Linked DNA regions of Mus musculus: region 2 is linked to region 1. A link is a contact called in public Hi-C data. All regions are on one chromosome and are shown on one strand. The core of a region is the stretch at or near the end of the contact, and the rest is flanking DNA. Distances in the headings are between cores, read along the strand shown.

What was found. Hi-C and Micro-C count contacts between places; a contact is called where the count stands out from the background.
Region 2: a Hi-C map of olfactory sensory neurons shows a contact between it and region 1, with 2.1 times the contacts expected there. The contact joins the enhancer-like site here to the promoter of H2al1n in region 1. A contact is called at or near these places in 1 of 39 promoter capture datasets (the SN4741 cell line) and 2 of 484 Hi-C or Micro-C datasets (cerebral cortex and olfactory sensory neurons).

Annotation. Positions count from the first base shown.
Region 1 is chrX:14,208,540-14,214,077 of GRCm38.p6, forward strand. It overlaps H2al1n (H2A histone family member L1N), which reads left to right and starts at 2,609. Exons shown (of 1, transcript NM_001034100.1): 1 at 2,609-3,118. The coding sequence starts at 2,670. The coding sequence ends at 2,999.
Region 2 is chrX:14,254,219-14,259,798 of GRCm38.p6, forward strand. No RefSeq gene overlaps it. Among named protein-coding and RNA genes, the nearest start is that of H2al1n, 46 kb to the left of the region's middle. Within about 2 kb of position 3,188, at least 2 of the 459 cell types and tissues checked have an H3K27ac peak or open chromatin away from gene starts, as enhancers often do. A contact at or near this core is called in olfactory sensory neurons, where this site is marked.

The sequences.
Region 1 (5,538 bases), core at 1,359-3,858:
ACATTCACCCATTCACCTACATCCACACATACACATACACTTCCACCACCCACAATATGTGACCTGAACTGATATGTTCCTATATCTAATCTCATCCATAAAACCATTACATGTAAGAGCTAACAAACGTTTCCTTAATCCACTAGTTTGAGGCAGACAAATGCTATAGTTAGGCTATGACATGTATGTTGGTATGCCCGCCAGACTAATATATTGACATTCTAATTTCTGATGTGAAGGTCTTGGACAGTGAGGCCTTCAGGGAGTTGTGAAGTCATGAGGACAAAGCCCTCATGAGTGGAATTATTCCCAGATAGAAGAGAGTTCTCTCACCTTCCCTTCCGTGTGAGGTTATAAGAAGTTGGCTGTCGATAATTTGAAGCCTCCATAGAAATTAATCATGTTGATAATCTGTCCTTGCCAGAACTGTAAGATTGTCTATAAGCTACTCAGTCTGTGTTTTTGTTGTTGCTGCTGTTGTTGTTGTGATTGTCTTAGAATTTTCCTCCAGCCCCTGAATCTTTTGCTTAAAATAATAATTTTACAAGCAAAATTTCTGTGGGAGACATATAAGCTTTTATTGTTTGAGCCACCACATATTAAGTGTTTATTATAGTAGCTAATATTATCCTAATGAAGTTACTCTCAGTGAGCTTATTAGTTGACTGTTTTTATATATACATTGCTCTGAAAGTTTGCCAGTAATACTATCTCTTAGCATTCACCAGGTTATGTTTGTTTCCCCAACCCACCAGACCCACAAGCAACTCCTAGAGACTGAAATAACCAAAGACCTGTACTAAACAGATTACTTGACTGTATTTGTGAGAATACATCTATGTATTTGGTCCTACCTCTAAGTATTTGGTCTTACATTTTTAAGCCACTGGCACTTAACCTAATTGTCTTGTGCTTATAGAATAGTAGTTCTAAAAATAGCCACGGTAGGCTATGATAGAGGGAATTCTAACTTGATTATAATGGCAATTTCCTACTATAAAGCTTCATATGAAGAAAAGAACCTGACTAAGCCTCAGAATCAGTAAAGGAATCTCATTAAGGATGGCCAAAGCCTGTTATACCCTTCCTTTCCCTTGTTCTTTTGGGACCTTTTGAGTTTCACACCCAATGATAACTGCTCTTCACCTCTGGATAAACCTAATGAACAGAAGTAGCTAGGACAGGAGACAGGCATCCCGATAAGTAATAAATATCTTCATTCCCAAGAGAAATAATAGAAGAACCACAGGCTTAGCTATCCTGCTTCCCAATCTATACCCCATCCTCCCTTTTCACTGGCTCCCTTCCAAAAACCTCAACTGAAAAAGCCTCATATTGTTAAGCCCCTTTGCTGATTATTTTCTTATGCAGTGCTGATTTGAGAAGATTGCCTTTTGTTTTCCATCTGTCAGCTTCTTTCCCCATCCTACTGTGGAGGATGCTAACAACACTCACTCTCTATAAGTCTAAGGCATCTTCAGGTCATTCTAATGCAAGACCAAGTTGAGAACCACTTCTGAATCCTGCAAGCAGATAAGTCCTTTTCAAAGTCCCATATATTTGTCATTCACAAGGGAATCTTGTTTAAATGCAGATCCTATTTTCCCAGGTCATAGTTGGGTCTTGGCTTGGAAACTTCTAACATGGTCTTAGATAATTTCTTTTCTGCTGGCCCTGGGATCACACTTTAGATAGCAAGGAGCCTAGTGACCCATCCAAATTGTTGCTTATCATCTGGTTGTCACAGGCTCTCACATGACAATAAAAATGTGTCTCTTATATTTATTGGTGATCTAACTTTGCTCCCCAAGGCAGGCACCATTAGAGTTTATAATTATTTCCTGACAAGAGCAAAAGAATTCACAACTATCTCCAGACAGGAAAGGATGCTCTCGTTAGAGTCTGATAATCCTAGATAATCATGTTAGTATATTGGCTGGTTTGTAATGCTGTGATAAAAAATGACAAAGGGAATAACTTATAAGCAATAGACAGTTTTAAATATAGTTTTAAAGGCTGGAAAAATCTGAATCAAGATACTCACAGGATCAATATCCCATGAGAGCTATTTCTGCTTCCAGTATGGTACATTGTTACTGTGTCCTCCTGAGGGAACTAGCCTTGTGTACTCCCATGGCTACTATTGCTCTGAGGATTAAATTTCAGCACGGATTTTGGAGAAGACATCAGTATTAAAACCACAGTGCTTGATGATCACTTTGAGGATTCTTTGTTTAGTTAGAATTCATTTTTCTACATAATTGTACTTAAGTCTTTTTGAAAATTTTTACTGGACAATTTCTGTCTTTAACAGATAGCTGACACTCCTAAGTACTTTATACTTTATATGAGTCTAGATATCGACTTCAGGCCTTTATGTGTGTGGCCACACAGGACACAGGAGCACAGGCAAACATTCACTCACACAGTCACACACACATGAAAATGAGAAAAGATAAAAAGGACATATTCAGTAAGGTGAGCTGTTTCCTAATATGGGCATTTCTGCACTGAACACCAGAGTTCAGTGGCTACCAGTGATATCATAAAGTATGTTGTAACAAAGTCCTCTCAAGGATAACTTCATAGGTGGGTGAGAAGGTTGGTTATTTGGAGAGCCTCGGGCCAACAGAGAGGGCCATCTGAGCCAAAACCTCCACACAAACATCATGGCCAAGATAATGCAAAGGCGAAGAAGACAGAAAAGAGCCCGCTCCCAGAGAGGTGAGCTTCCTCTTAGCCTTGTAGATCGTTTCCTACGAGAGGAAATCCATTCCAGTCGCCTGAGTTCTTCCGCACTTCCATTCCTCACGAGTGTGCTCGAGTACTTAACATCGAACATCCTCGAACTGGCTGGTGAGGTGGCCCACACCACTGGCAGGAAGTGCGTAGCTCCAGAGGATGTACATCTGGTGGTACAGAACAACGAACAGCTCCGCCAACTCTTCAAATCAGGTGGCACATCAGTGAATGAGCCACCAGAACCTGATGACAACTGATGATGCCTGGGTCTCAAGAGTCTGGAGGTTCACCGCACCTTCAGCCTCACCCTGCCCCAGTGTCCTATTAGCTGGGGGAGCAAATCAAGCATGCTATTAAAGCATCTAAATCGAATCCATTGATCCTGGCTCCTTTTGTTTCTTCATTTTGAGCTAGAGGTTGCTATGAACCACCCGGGAGGGTGATGGTGGGTTTGAAGCTGTCATTAATGTGGGGAACTTGATTTCCAGAGGAAATTTCTAACAGGGACCATGTGGGCAGTGGTCTTGGTGGGAGGAGGTGGTGATGTGTAAGCACTTTTGGCCTGGTGGCAGTGGGAGGATTTGGCTAAGGTAGAGAGGGCAGAGAAGCTGTCCTGGTAGTCTGTGAGCCCACAAGGCCTTGGAAGGCCAGGAATTTGGCTTCAGCCTCCCAGGCACATTGGATTCCCAATGAGATGCTGATAACTGGAGATGGGTGGATGAAGACATGGACTGTGGTAAGAAAGGTTTCCTTGGAGGTTAGGTCTCAGGTTAGAAGATAATGACTGTGGGATGGGGGAGACCATGTGTGGCATAATGTTGGCATGAGGTTCAAGGGTCAGGAGCCTTCCCTGAGCAATGATGGTGAAACCAGAAGAGAAAAGCTGGAACAAGACCCCATGGGAAGACCAGCAGGCTCAACTAACTGGAACCCTGAGATCTCTCAGATACTGAGCCACCAACCAGACAGCATACACTAGCTGGTCCCAGGCCCCAACACACATATAGCAGAGGACTGCCTGGTCTGGACTCAGTGAGCGAAGATGCACCTAACCCTTGAGAGACTTGGAGCCCCAGGGAGTAGGGAGATCTAGTGGAGTGGGGACATCTTGGAGACAGGAGAGGAGGTATGGGATGAGGAACAGTCAGAGGGCAGTCCTAGAGGGGGATAACGACTGGACTGTAAGAAAAAGATTAAAAAATAATAAAAATATGCAAAATAGAAAATATAGGTGGTTTTCCTTTTTAATTTTTAGAATGTCTGCCTCATTACAAAAGGATTTATACAAGAATTAGTAGGTATACAGTGCTATGAGGCTGTGTAGAATATATGCTTCTATAGTCTTTTTTTTTCTTTCCTCCTCTTTCTCCTCCTTTTCCTTCTCCTCCACTTCCTCTTCTTAGGTTTTGAAACAGGGTCTCTCTACACAGTCCTGGCTGTCCTGACTCACTCCATAGACCAGGCTGACCTTGAACTCACAGAGTTCTGACCGACTCTGTCTTTGAGTGCTAGAATGCGCCCTCTGTCTTAGGCACACTGGTCATCTAAATAACAGTAGTGGAGAAATGCTACTGTCTAACTGCCTTGTAATTCAAGCAGGTCGAAATAGTTACACAGTATTAACGAACTTATTTATGAACATCTTCAGTGCTGTTCTCAGAAGGGAGCTCTGGGTTTTCAGTGATAGGATACGTCATAAAACAGTGCAGGACCTGTCATCAGAGGTTGAGACTGGGTTTTAGAGAGTTTTCATGTATTATGTATAAACTCTGCCCCTAATGTTTCACAGAACATATATGAGATAACTAACACTCAGGAGCTGCTCCAACTTAGCACTGGGGCCCCTGCCTCTAAGTGTTCACATTTGGGGTGTTCACTTTTCATCAGCTCCTAGGCTTCTGCCACTGCTGGCCTTTTAGACAGAACTTCTCAGAGGCTGTCCAGTCAGCTTTCACAGCAGAATCAGAAGAGTTTAGTTTCAGGTCCTAGGGTACCACATTCTTTTTTTTTTTTTTTGGTTTATTGTTTGTCTGTGTTTTTTTTTTTCCATTTTTTATTAGGTATTTAGCTCATTTACATTTCCAATGCTATACCAAAAGTCCCCCATTCCCATACCCACCCACTCCCCCTTTTTGGCCCTGGCATTCCCCTGTACTGGGGCATATAAAGTTTGCGTGTCCAATGGGCCTCTCTTTCCAGTGATGGCCGACTAGGCCATCTTTTGATACATATGCAGCTAGAGTCAAGAGCTCCGGGGTACTGGTTAGTTCATAATGTTTTTCCACCTATAGGGTTGAGGTCAAATCTAAGTGGATCAAGGAACTTCACATAAAACAAGAGATACTGAAACTTATAGAGGAGAAAGTGGGGAAAAGCCTTGAAGATATGGGCACAGGGGAAAAATTCCTGAACAGAACAGCAATGGCTTGTACTGTAAGATCGAGAATTGACAAATGGGACCTAATGAAACTCCAAAGTTTCTGCAAGGCAAAAGACACCGTCAATAAGACAAAAAGACCACCAACAGATTGGGAAAGGATCTTTACCTATCCTAAATCAGATAGGGGACTAATATCCAACATATATAAAGAACTCAAGAAGGTGGACTTCAGAAAATCAAATATCCCCATTAAAAAATGGGGCTCAGAACTGAACAAAGAATTCTCACCTGAGGAATACCGAATGGCAGAGAAGCACCTGAAAAAATGTTCAACATCCTTAATCATCAGGGAAATGCAAATCAAAACAACACTGAGATTCCACCCCACATTCTTTTCATGTGATTTTGACCATTCC
Region 2 (5,580 bases), core at 1,938-4,437, 46 kb after region 1:
TTTGCTCTGAAGTAAGGAATCATTGAAGGCCTTTGAATGCAAGGCTGACATGAATTGACATGTGTTTTTAACTTTTGTGACTGGAGAACATTCTGTATAGGGCTATGGAAAAGCACAGGTTGACCCTGTGGTGACCATTTCGGTATTTCATCATACAAGTGGCAATGGCTTGGACTAGGGTGATATCCATGGAGGTGGGGAGAATTAGCAGAATTCCACGTACTTCTATGGTGGAGCCGACATGATTTTCTGTCCTTTTCAGTATGGAGCATGAAAGGGAGAACGTGAAAAATGAATAGAGTATGGCCCCCTTCTCAGGAATGGGTTCTGTTCACTGGGAAGGAGAAGCCATTGTCTGGGATTCCCTTGGAACTAGGAATTCAGCTTGGTCCTGGGGAGTTTGAGATACTTATTTGGCATTCACCTAGAGATGTAAAGTAGGCAGGTAGGTGAGAACCACTGATGCAACCATAAATACTGGTACATTTTAGATTAATATCATCTCACTTTCTTGTGTATTTCTTCCCTAGTTTTGAGAGGGCCTTGGTCTGCAAAGCTGCAATGCTAGCTTTTGTTAAAAAGTTACATCCTCATCAAATCCTGTCTTACATTCATGGGTGCAAAGGCAGCTGCTACTGCATCCAATTTGTCCAGCTTCTGACTCTTCTTTCTTTACCAAAGTTCTGCATGTTTTTGTGTGTGTGTTAATCCACGAGGACAGTGGGATGATCACAGTGACTTTCAACATTGTAACGGTCTTACTAATAACATATAATTCTCTGCCTGAAGCTAAAAGAGCCCTTTTCCTTCTTGTAGGTAAGAGATATACAGTGTGTGAAAATCGCCCAGAACTAGCTGTCCTTGAAAAGCGAATGGGCTTTCTAATAACACAACAAAATAAAAATCCAAGAAACACTGTGGTAAAATATATAATACTCTCCCAAGGCTTTCCTAGTTCCCAGAACCCGTGACTATGTTACTTTGCATCACAAAAGAGGCCTTGAAGTAGGATTAAATCAAGATTCTTAAGAGAGGGAGACATTCCAGATGTTCTGGAAGCTGCCCAAGATGCCCAAGGACCTTGTAAAGGAGGAGGGGAAGCAGAGTTAAAGGAGATAGAATGATCAAAAAACTCGTAAGTGACTTCTCCTCTGGAACCTTCAGAAGGAATACATACTTCCAGCACCCCAATTTTAGAATTGTAAGACTCATCTTGGAGTTTTTTTTTCTTCCAGAACTAGCGGACAATAAATGTGTCATTCCAAGACACTAAATTCACTGTACATTTTTATAGAAACAATAGCAAATTAATAATGTCTTTATTATGTAAGAAAAACCATGGTAAAACCCTTCTATATATTATTTTACTTAGCCTTATAAAGAGTACTCTTAGCAGTATGGTACTGTTGACCATTTTAAGGAAGATAAAACTGAAGGTCAGGGTAATTATGTCACTGAACTTAACTTTCTTTGGTCACACAGATAATGAGTGGCAAAGCTAGGTTTTGAATCAAGGTCTTTCCTATTCTTAAGACAGAATTTCTAAATAACATCATACTTCCTTTCTGTGTATTTGGTAGGAGAGTTGGCTTTATAAGCATCAACAGGCATATGTAGCAGAGGATGGACTAGTCAGTCATCAATTGGAGGAGAGGCCCTTGGTCCTGTGAAGGCTCGATGCCCCAGTGTAGGGGAATGCCAGGGCCAGGAAGCAGGAATGGGTGGGTTGGTGAGCAGGGGCAAGTGGGGGGAAGGGATAGGGTGTTTTCAGAGGGGAAACTAGGAAAGGGAATAACATTTGAAATAAAAATAAAGAAAATATCTAATTAAAAAAAAAGCATCAGCAGAACAGCTAAGTACTTTTTTTTAAGTAGCAAAGGGTAACGTTTACTAAATGGAAGTTCGCTTGTTGTACCATGTTTGGTACACAGATGCTTAAGTATTTGTTGAATGGTCAAACAGCTGATCTAGCCTAGTTTGCTTTCTTTTGATCTCATAAACACCATGATCAAAGGCAACTTGGGGAGGAAGATGTTTATTTCATCTTACAGTTCTGGGTAACAGTTCACTATCAGGGAATTTAGGACAAAAATTAAAGCAGGAACCTGGCGGTAGGAAGTGAAGCAGAGACCATGGAGGGGTACTGTTACTGGCTTGTTTCCCATTGCTTGTTCTGCCTCCTTCCTTCCTTCCTTCCTTCCTTCCTTCCTTCCTTCCTTCCTTCCTTCCTTCCTTCATTTTGATCTTTTATTAGATATTTTCTTCATTTCCATTTCAAATGCTATCCCTAAAGCCCCCTATACCCCCCTCGCTCTGCTCCCCAACCCACCCACTCCTGCTTCCTGGCCCTGGCATTCCCCTGTATTGGGATATATGATCTTTGCATCTGCCTCCTTTCTTAGAGAGCCCAAATTCAGGGCCTACTGTCCACATAGGCCCCTCCCACATCAATCATTAATACAAGAAATGCCTTACAGACCTGCCTACAGGCAATCGATAGAGGCAGTTTGTCAATGAGGTTCATCTCAGATAACTCTAGCTTGTGTCAAACAAACTAACCAAAGAAACAACAAACAAACAAATAAACAGCCCCAAATAAAACTAAACAAAAGAAAAAAACTCTACCTAATTAGGGCATCATTTCTTTTAGTGGAGATGCCTAGAATATATTTTATTTTTTTGTGACTCCTGTAGCTTCTGAATTTATCTGGCTTACCTATTTGTAGTCACACATGGGTGGGAAGCTTGGACAATGCAGCCACCTCTCACTTTCTAATGTATGCCTTTTAGCAGAGTTGTTTGTGTACAGTTACTTCCTAAGGGTAACCATGTAAATGGAAAGAGCTGTGAACTCAAATAATTAAAGCCACTGAGAATAATCAGAAAGCAGTTCTCCTGGGTTTTGCTTGCATGCAAATATCTGTCTTCTCACCAGGTGTACCTCAAAGTGGCTTGGTATTTCCTGAATATCTGCCAGCATGTGTTTGAGAAAGTCACCAGGTATAGAGTGGCTATGGGAAGGAAGTCAGGATCAGGTAGAGGATGCCATCGATGGTTGGCTCACCAGCTAGATAATCCACCTGAGCAGAATCAAGAGTGGGCAAATGTTTCCGGCTTTCCCTTCCTGGTGTTTATTTGTGAAGCTATTTCTGTCCTCTCTGGAGGCTGTGTCTCTTGATAAACAAGGTCCCTTTGCACTTTCTGCTCCGTGCCTGGTCTTGCTTGACATTTTCCAACATCTCCACTTTGCCTAGTCCTGCCCGTGGTCATAGGGCCAAAGTAGTCCTATTATTTTCTGTCATGGTTATTGCTTCAGGAGGAGCTCTCTGACGTCCTGTAAGATTGTAGCAGCTGTGCTGGGAAGAGGCCTGAGGCAGTGATCTTCCTATTTGTCCTTTGTATCCTCTTACCTGCTGTGATTCGAAAGCCACTTGGCTTCACCAACTTTCACGCTGAGCTTTTGACTCCACTTGGGTAGAGTTGGGCTATGTTGCCGAGAGCAATGGCTATGCTCCTCCCCTTTGCAAGCGCATGCTCCTCCCCTTTGCAAGCGCTCGCTCCTGAGGGGTTAGTTAGATTGTTAGTACTCCAAGAATGGATTAGTATAAAACAAATTAATTCTCAGGTTTTTGTCCCTTTGATCTCTGCCACGAGTTGAGGCAGAATGAAGTGCTCATCAGAGGTGAGGTGACGATGATTCTAGTTTTGTGTCCTTAGGCTTCTCAATATTCGGAAGTATAAAGCCAAAATAAATCTCTCTCTTTCTTTTAAAGTGAGTTAGTTTTGAGTGTTCTGATATAGTAAAAGAAAATGTACCAAGGCAATACATTTCAGGGTCACTTAGTTGAAAATTCAAACAAATAGGGATCTCTGCAGCATGAATTCCTTGGAGTCAGAAGCCAGGCTTCATCAGGCTTAGTATGTGTGGAGTGCCTTATGTTCCTTCAGCTATTGGCCTTCTGGGGCTTATTTGTTTGTTTGTTTTTGTTTTTGACCTTCATCAGTTATATACTAACAGGATCAATTTGGGGTTTTAATGAAAAAGACAGATAGTTTAATTAATTACATAAACAAGTAGTCATTGTTTGATGGGGGCCTGAGGAAATTTGTAGGACAACCGGCACATAGTAGGGATTGTAAAATGATCTGTTTTGAAAGGGGAGAATTGCATACAATGAAAAAGAGAGGGGTGCATTTTAGGTTGGGCTGTTAGGAAGCTGACTTGTCTGATGGAGATGGAGATCAGATGATCCTAATGTGAAGCCTGAATAGGGAGTGGACAAAGACAGCAGACAGTAGAAATGGGTTCTACTTATCATAGTTAAATTTACATGTGCTTTTAAAAGTAAATTATTGACGTATGTATTTTTATTTACGTTTGGGTTAACGAGTGCCATGTGCATATGAGTGCCCACAGAGACCCAAAGAAACAATTGGATTCCCTAGAGCTGGAGTTACAGGCACTTTTGCCTACTGATGTAGGAGCTGGGACTGAATTCTGATCATCTGCAAGAACAGCAAGTGCTCTCAATTACTGAGCCACCTCTCCAGCTTATGTTTTGTTGTTTTGTTTTGTTTGTTTGTTCTGTTTGTTTTTTAATGGTGAAAAGTGTTCTAACTCTGTTTGACTATGCTGGGTAGCATCAGTGGCTACCTTTCCTACTCAGCTCCACGTCTTTGAAGATGGGGGGGGGGCAGATCACAACCAGCTGGGATGCTAGGTCGGTGAAATGTGCTGAATGCATTCTTGACTTGACATGTTTTCCTCACATACCATCTTGGCTTGAGGGGTATATGTAACAGGTCTATATTCCTGTGCCAGTTACCAAGGTGGATAAGTGATGTGTTTCAACATTATATGGGAACATACCTTAGTTTTATCCCTACTTGTGGGCCAATAATTGCTTCCCAATTCCAGTCTCTGAATTTCCAGTCTGTCTCTGGAAATACAAATTGGCCCCCACTTCAACTTTGCAAAGGCTCAGAGGAAGCAATTAGTTTGAGTCCCCAAAAGCTCCCAGGTACAAGTTGCAAGTTTTTGTGAAAAGAAGTTCTCAGAACTCTGGGGAATCAAAGCTGTGCACTAAGGACTTTGGATGGGGCTGATAGCAGCAGATTAAGCATCAGAGTCCCAGGGGCAGATTCGGATGCCAATCTCCCCATTCCACAACAGAGAAAAAGCTGGCCTTGATGTTCCTGAAACTACTTGGCTCCTAATGAAGGGATTTATAGTCAGTAAGAACACAACACTTACAGAGCAAAGTATCAAGTGAGTGTGTACTTTACACATAGGTGGAGGTCCCTTCATCCTAAGCATGCCCATCACATATTAAAACCTTTCTCCACTGTGCATCCTCCAGATGGGTACTAAGTTTGTTTTAGAGTCTGGCTTTCTGAGAACAGAGGCTTTTCCTGTTGCTGCCTCAGCTTAGCCCATACTTTGCAGGTAATATATTTCAGTAACATTTAGAAAAATTTACTGCACAGCTTGTTCTACACACAAAAGCTAAATGTTAATGCAGTGTTTTACTAACTGTGCTAAAATAAGCTAGCCAGCTGGTGAATTACCCAGAGGCCCTT